Regions from separate parts of the Pan troglodytes genome. Here region 2 is linked to region 1. Evidence: chromatin contacts called from public HiChIP or PLAC-seq data. All regions are on one chromosome and are shown on one strand. Each heading gives the region's core, a stretch centred on a gene start, on an enhancer-like site or on the middle of the called end of the contact. The rest is flanking DNA. Distances are from core to core; before and after follow the strand shown.

The links. HiChIP or PLAC-seq counts read pairs in DNA pulled down with a chosen protein or histone mark.
Region 2: a contact with region 1 is called in an H3K4me3 HiChIP or PLAC-seq map of stem cell-derived excitatory neurons, with 4 times the contacts expected there. The contact joins the promoter of LGI4 here to the promoter of ZNF792 in region 1. A contact is called at or near these places in 1 of 7 Hi-C or Micro-C datasets (induced pluripotent stem cells) and 1 of 1 datasets of contacts at active chromatin or transcription factors (stem cell-derived excitatory neurons).

What each region holds. Positions count from the first base shown.
Region 1 is chr20:38,105,630-38,108,854 of NHGRI_mPanTro3-v2.0_pri, reverse strand. ZNF792 (zinc finger protein 792) reads left to right here and starts at 1,633. Exons shown (of 4, transcript XM_524215.8): 1 at 1,633-2,315. The coding sequence starts at 2,283.
Region 2 is chr20:38,277,067-38,280,291 of NHGRI_mPanTro3-v2.0_pri, reverse strand. It overlaps LGI4 (leucine rich repeat LGI family member 4), which reads left to right and starts at 1,581. Exons shown (of 9, transcript XM_016935655.2): 1 at 1,581-2,729; 2 at 3,136-3,207. The coding sequence starts at 2,560.

The DNA of each region.
Region 1 (3,225 bases), core at 384-2,883:
AGCCATAAAACCAGCAAGTTTTTATTGGCAATTTTCAAAGGGGAGGGAGTGTACGAATAGGGTGTGGGTCACAGAGATCACATGCTTTAAGGGCAACAAAAGATCACAAGGCAGAAGGTCAGGGCGAGATCACAAGGTCAGGGCAAAACTAGAATCACTCATGAGCTTCCATGTCCTGCTGTGCACGCATTGTCATTTATAAACATCTTAACAGGGTTCAAGAGCAGAGAACTGGTCTGACTAGAGTTCGCCAGGCTGGAATTTCCTAATCCTAGCAAGCCTGGGGGCGCTGCAGGAGACTAGGGTGTGTTTCATCCCTATCTACATCTGCATAAGGCAGACACTCCCAGGGCAGCCATTTTAGAGGCACTGCCCTTGGAATGCATTATTTTCCCAGGGCTGTTAATTATTAATATTCCTTACTGGGGAAAGAATTTAGCGATATTTCTCTTACCCGTTTTTGGTAATAGGAGAAATATGGCTCTGTCCTGCCCATCCCACAGGCAGCCAGACTTTAAGGTTATCTCCCTTGTTCCCTGAAAATCGCTGTTATCCTGTTCTTAAGGTGCCCAGATTTCATATTGTTCAAACACACATGCCCTACAAACAATTTGTGCAGTTAACGCAATCATCACAGGTTCCTGAGGTGACATACATCCTCAGCTTACGAAGACGACAGGATTAAGAGATTAAAGTAAAGTCAGGCATAGGAAATCACAAGAGTATTGATTGGGGAAGCGATACATGTCCATGAAATCTTCACAATTTATGTTCAGAGATTGCAGTAAAGACAGGCATAAGAAATTATAAAAGTATTAATTTGGGGAACTAATAAATGTCCATGAAATCTTCACAATTAATGTTCTTCTGTCACGGCTTCAGCAGGTCCCTCCGTTCGGGGTCCCTGACTTCCTGCAACAATGTAGTGTTATTTTTCCCATTTTATTTACTGGATTTCAATGAGAGTCCCTGCTGTAAAGTTGGAGCCAGCATTGGAGTCCCCAGAGGGCTTGTTAAAACAGAGAAGGAGGCCTGGCACCGTGGCTCACTCCTGCAATTCCCAACACTTTGGGAGGCCGAGGTGAGAGGATCACTTGAGCTCAGGAGTTTGAGACCAGCCTAGGCAACACAGGGAGATCCAGTCTCTACAAAAAATTTTAAAATTAGCTGTGTATGATGGTGCACGCCTGTATCCCATCTACCTGGTAGGCTGAGGCAGGAGGATAGCTTGAGCCCGAGATGGAGGCTGCAGTGAGCTATGATCAGGCCACTGCACTCCAGCCTGGACAACAGAACGAGACCCATCCCCCCCTCCCCCTCCCCAAAAAGTAGAGAAGGCTGAATCCCATCCCCAGAATTTCTGAGTCCTTAGATTTAAGTTGTTGCCCCAGAACCTGCATTTTCAGCCAGTCCCCAGGTGATGCTGATGTTGCTGGTTTGAGAAGCCCTGAATCAGAGCGACATTTAATATTACAACGCAAAGACCCCGCCCATTGGGTACTATCCCCATTTTCCAGTGTGAATTTAGGTCCCTTAGGGGTGAAGCTGCTGGCCGATGCCCACACGCGCAGGAAGAGCACTGGGCCTCTCCTCCTGGACCTCGGAGGGTGGGCGGGGTTTAGCGCGGGCGGCCGCAGGCTCGGGAGCGGCCCCTTTAAGGGGAAGGCCCGAGGGCTGCAGGCGGCGGCGGTGGAGACCCGACGAGATCCGCTCTCCTTCCCGTCCTGGACCCTCAGCCTGACGAGAGGCTGGGCAGAAACTCGCGATCCCCAGGCCCTGCCTGTGCACCAGCGGCTGGCGCCAGGCCAATGACAGTACGGGAGAGGGCGACTCTCCCGGCCGCCACGGTGGGGGCCGGAACTTCCTGCACTGCAGCCTCGCAGGTCATTTCCCGGCGGGGAGGCTGAGTCCCCAGGAGCTGGGGACCCCGAGTTGGGGGCGGGACGGGTGGGGCTGCGCCCGTGAAGCTGCCGCGCCGGCTTTCCCGGACTGCAAGGGGGACAGTGAGGCCGGGACCCCCTCCGCACCTTTGCACCAGCCGTGACCTCTTGCAACGGGGGTACCCAGCGGCGCTGCGCGCTCTCGGCGCCCCCGGAGCCTGCGCCCCGAGCCCCTTGCGCATTTTGCACGGGGGAGACTGAGGCTAGGAGTGCGACCCTCAGCCCGGGGTCACACCTCGTCTGGGGCACGGCCAGGTGGGTGGTAGCCTCAGCCTGCGAGACCCCCTACCCCCGCCCCGTGGTCGCCCGCACCGTGGGGCCCTGCTCTGACCACAGACTCCGATGGCGGCGGCGGCGCTGCGGGACCCCGCGCAGGTGAGTGCTTGGACGTTAGGCCCTTCGCTGTCGGCCCCCCACGCTTCTGTTCTCGGTGTTGAGACGCAAAAGATGGCTTTGTTCTAGGACTTTCGCCTTTCCCATTTCCTTGCTTTTGAGTCAGGGGACCCTGGAAGGGAGTCGCTCCCAGCTAGGATCCTGAATCAGGGCAGGGTTTATATAAAGTGGCTTCCGTTGCTGAAATGTAATGGGATGGAGGGAGAAAGGGCTTTGTAGGCACAGGAACCAGCATGCGCAAAAGCTTGGGGGTGGGGTGGGGCACGGTGTGGAGACTGAGTTGGGAGTGTTCAAGGAACCCCACCCAGGTCAGTGTTATTAATATTATGTCTGCTGGAACCAGAGAGCAGGTGGGCTGAAGACAGCTCAGAAAGGCAGAGCTGGGCCTCTGTTCTGAGGGTGTTGGGAGCCATGGAAGGTTTAGGGCAGAGGAGGAAGATGCTGTGACTCAGGTCTTAACAGGCTCCCTGTGGATGCACAGTGGAGAACTGAATATGGAGTGAGCCGCAAGCAGGGATGCCAAGGAGTAGCCTAATGGAATAGCCCAGGCCAGTGCTGCGGCTGGCCGGACCAGAGTGAGGACTGGAGGTAGAGGAAGTGATTGGGAACTTGATGTCTTTTAAGTCAAGCTGACCAAATTTTCCCATGTGGAGGGTGAGAAAGAGGAGGGAAGAATCCATGGTTTTTGGTTTGATGAATCCAGCTTTATGAACTGAGAAGTTGGTTGTAGGAGGAATTTTCCGTGGAAGCAGTAGAAGTTAGGTTTTGGCCAAGTTGAGCCTGTGATGTCCCAGAGACCCCCAAATGGAGTTGAAGAGTGGGCTGCTGAACACACAGTTCGGGTGTTCTGAGGGAGTTGTTAAGGTAATGAGAGACTGGATATTCATTCGAA
Region 2 (3,225 bases), core at 332-2,831, 170 kb before region 1:
GGAATGGCCCAGGCACTGCACTCCTGGTTGTGTGAACTTGAGCAGCTCTGTGCCTCATTTTCACATGCTCCAAAATGGAAAAATCACTAAGATCACGTGTATAATCCTGGACAGGGCTCAGAGGTCTCTGAACTTGACATTGTCTTATGATTAACTTCATTTTTTGTTTGTTTGTTTGTTTGAAACCGGGTCTTGCTCTGTCACCCAGGCTGAAGTGCAATGGCACAATCATAGCTCACTGTAGCCTCAACCTCATGGGCTCAAGTGATTCTCCCACCTCAGCTTCCTGAGTAGCTGGGACTATGGGCGTGCGACACCACGCCTGGCTAATTTTTTAATTTTTTGTACAGTCGGGGTTTCTCTATGTTGCCCAGGCTGGTCTTGAACTCCTGGCCCCAAGCGATCCTCCCACTTCAGCCTGCCAAAATGTGGGATTACAGACATGAGCCACCGTGCCTGGCCTATTATTATTGTCCTTGTCATCCTCCTCCTTGTGAACTGGACTGCTGGGCTGGGCACCCTATGAGAGTGGGTTCAGATCCCTCTGTGCCCCTGGCACTCAGCTCTCCAACTTCACTTTCAGGGACCCTGTTTATCATACCCAATAGGCAGTGAAGGAAACTGAGAGCTGAGGGGCATGGCTCAAACCACAAGCTGCTGGGGTCTGCTCCTCTAGGACCTGGATCCGGAGCCCACCCCCAAGCCTGCCGACCACTGTGGGATGCCCACCTTGTGCTGAACCCCAAAAGGATGAGTTGCCTCCATCACCTGAGTCCTCTCCACAACTGGGAAGCGGGTGCCACGATTGTCCCCGTTTGACAGATGGGAAAACTGAGGCCACACAGGACTGGGCCTGGAACCCAGATCTGCGTGACCTCCAAGCTGTTAAGCCCCCTTATCCTCCAACGAGGCTTCTGGGCGTGGCCGTCAGTGTCAAGAGAGGCTGCATGCATTCCTCAATCACAGGATGAGTCTCGTCGTCAGGCGATGAGGTGGTACAGCCTAGGGGTTAGGTTTAGAGCTGACTAGAGCCAGGAAACTAATCACATAACTTCCCTGTGCCTCAGTTTCCCCATCTGTAAAGCAGGGATAGCAGTACTGCCCATCTCACAGGGTGGCTGTGAAGGCTGAGTGAGTATAAACATTACTACTATTTCATCTTAGCTAACAAGTGTCATTTACTTATGTTTCTTATTTAGTGGACAGAATCTATCCAAATGACTAAAATTTAGTCCAGATTAAAACAACCAATTATCCATCTATCCATGAACTCTGATCTCCAAAGAAAGAATGCAAAATAACCTGGAGCTGGATGCCTGGGTTTGAATCCCAGCTGTGCCCTCAGCTGGGTAACCTAGAGTTCAGGTTCCCTGACCTCTGTCTCCACTTCCTCCAGCTGTAAAGTGGTGATGATGACAGCACTAACTTCAGAGGGCTTTGGCAAGATCAGAATGAGTTAATAGATGAGCTTTTAGGACAAGGCCAGGCTCAGAGTAGACGCTGAAGAAGGGGTGGCATCATCATCATCATCTTCACCATCATCATCATCTTCATCATCATCATGTCCTCGGGTTGGTGCTGCCCCCCAGTGGGTGTTGGCCACTCGAGGGTTAATTTCAGGGTAGGGGAGGGAGGCTAAGGGCTTGGGGCCGGGCAGAGGTCCTGCCGAGTATGACCACCAGAGGGAGCAGCTGAACGTGATCTGGCCCTGACAGCGCCCAACACACCCTCCTGGAGCCAGGGGAGGGGGCTGGCAGAGAGTGGCCAGGACGGGATGTCCCCAGCCCCCCCAGGGCCTCTCCTCCCACCCTGCTCCAGTCTGCAGAGCCATCTGGTCCCCACCCTGGTGACATCGTCCTCCTGCTCCCTCAATAGGGTTGAGTGGGGAATCTGGGGAGGGGGCTGGTGGGAGTGGTGGGGCGGCTCCAGCCCTTGGTGGCCCCTCCCCCTCCTGTGGGGCTGTCCAGTCCCTTCCCCCAAGGCCGACCTTCTCATGGCCTCTGACCCCTTCCTCCTTCCCATCCTACTCTGCCGGGTGTGCCGGGTGTCCAGCGAACCCCTTTCCCAAACCTTCGGGGAGAAGGGAGGTGGGAGGAGGCAAAGAAACTACAGGCAGGGAGCTGGAAGGGGGGGTGGGGGGGGCAGGAGACAAGAAATCAAGACACCAGGCAGCAGGACACACACACACTCACATACACTCACACACATAGAGACCAACAGATAGACAGCTACCTAAAGCCTGAAAGACTGACAGCAACACAGAAAAAGAGAAACAGGCAGAAAGAGAGACAAAGACAGAAATAGAAACAGACTAACACACAGAGTCAAAAATACAGAGACAGAAAGACAGGGAGAAAGAGAAACAGAAAATTAGACACCAAAGACATACGAACAGGGAGGAAGGCCGACTGAAAGAAAGACGGAGAAGAGGAGAGAGAAGCCAGGGCCGAGCGTGCCAGCAGGCGGATGGAGGGCGGCCTGGTGGAGGAGGAGACGTAGTGGCCTGGGCTGAGCTGGGTGGGCCGGGAGAAGCGGGTGCCTCAGAGTGGGGGTGGGGGCATGGGAGGGGCAGGCATTCTGCTGCTGCTGCTGGCTGGGGCGGGGGTGGTGGTGGCCTGGAGACCCCCAAAGGGAAAGTGTCCCCCGCGCTGCTCCTGCTCCAAAGACAGCGCCCTGTGTGAGGGCTCCCCGGACCTGCCCGTCAGCTTCTCTCCGACCCTGCTGTCACTGTGAGTGTCCAGCCTTCTGCATGCCCGAAGGTGGGGACGGAAGTCCTGGGACCCCAGAGGTTGGGATGTGGTGCCGGGTCTCCAGGGAAACAGGGGCCCATCAGGATCTCAGGAGATGGGCAGCAAAGGCTGTCGGGATGCCTTGAAGAGGGGTGCTGGCATCTGGGAAGGAGCAGAAGGAAACCCCAGAAGGCAGGGACAGCATTTGGGGCCCAGGAGGAGGGTTGAGTGCTGTCAGGGTCCTTGTCAAGCCAGGAGGGCAAATGCCTGCCTCCTCTGGCATGCAGGGGAGACACATCCAGGGTCAGGGTGGCACGCTGGGGTCTCCCGGATGGCAGAAGGCTCTGGTTTGCAACTGGAGTATTGCTGTGGTGTCCCTCTCACCTACCACTGTCCACATCCCCAGCTCACTCGTCAGGACGGGAGTCACCCAGCTGAAGGCCGGCAGCTTCCTGAGAATTCCGTCTCTGCACCTGCTGTGAGTGGGGCCTGGCTG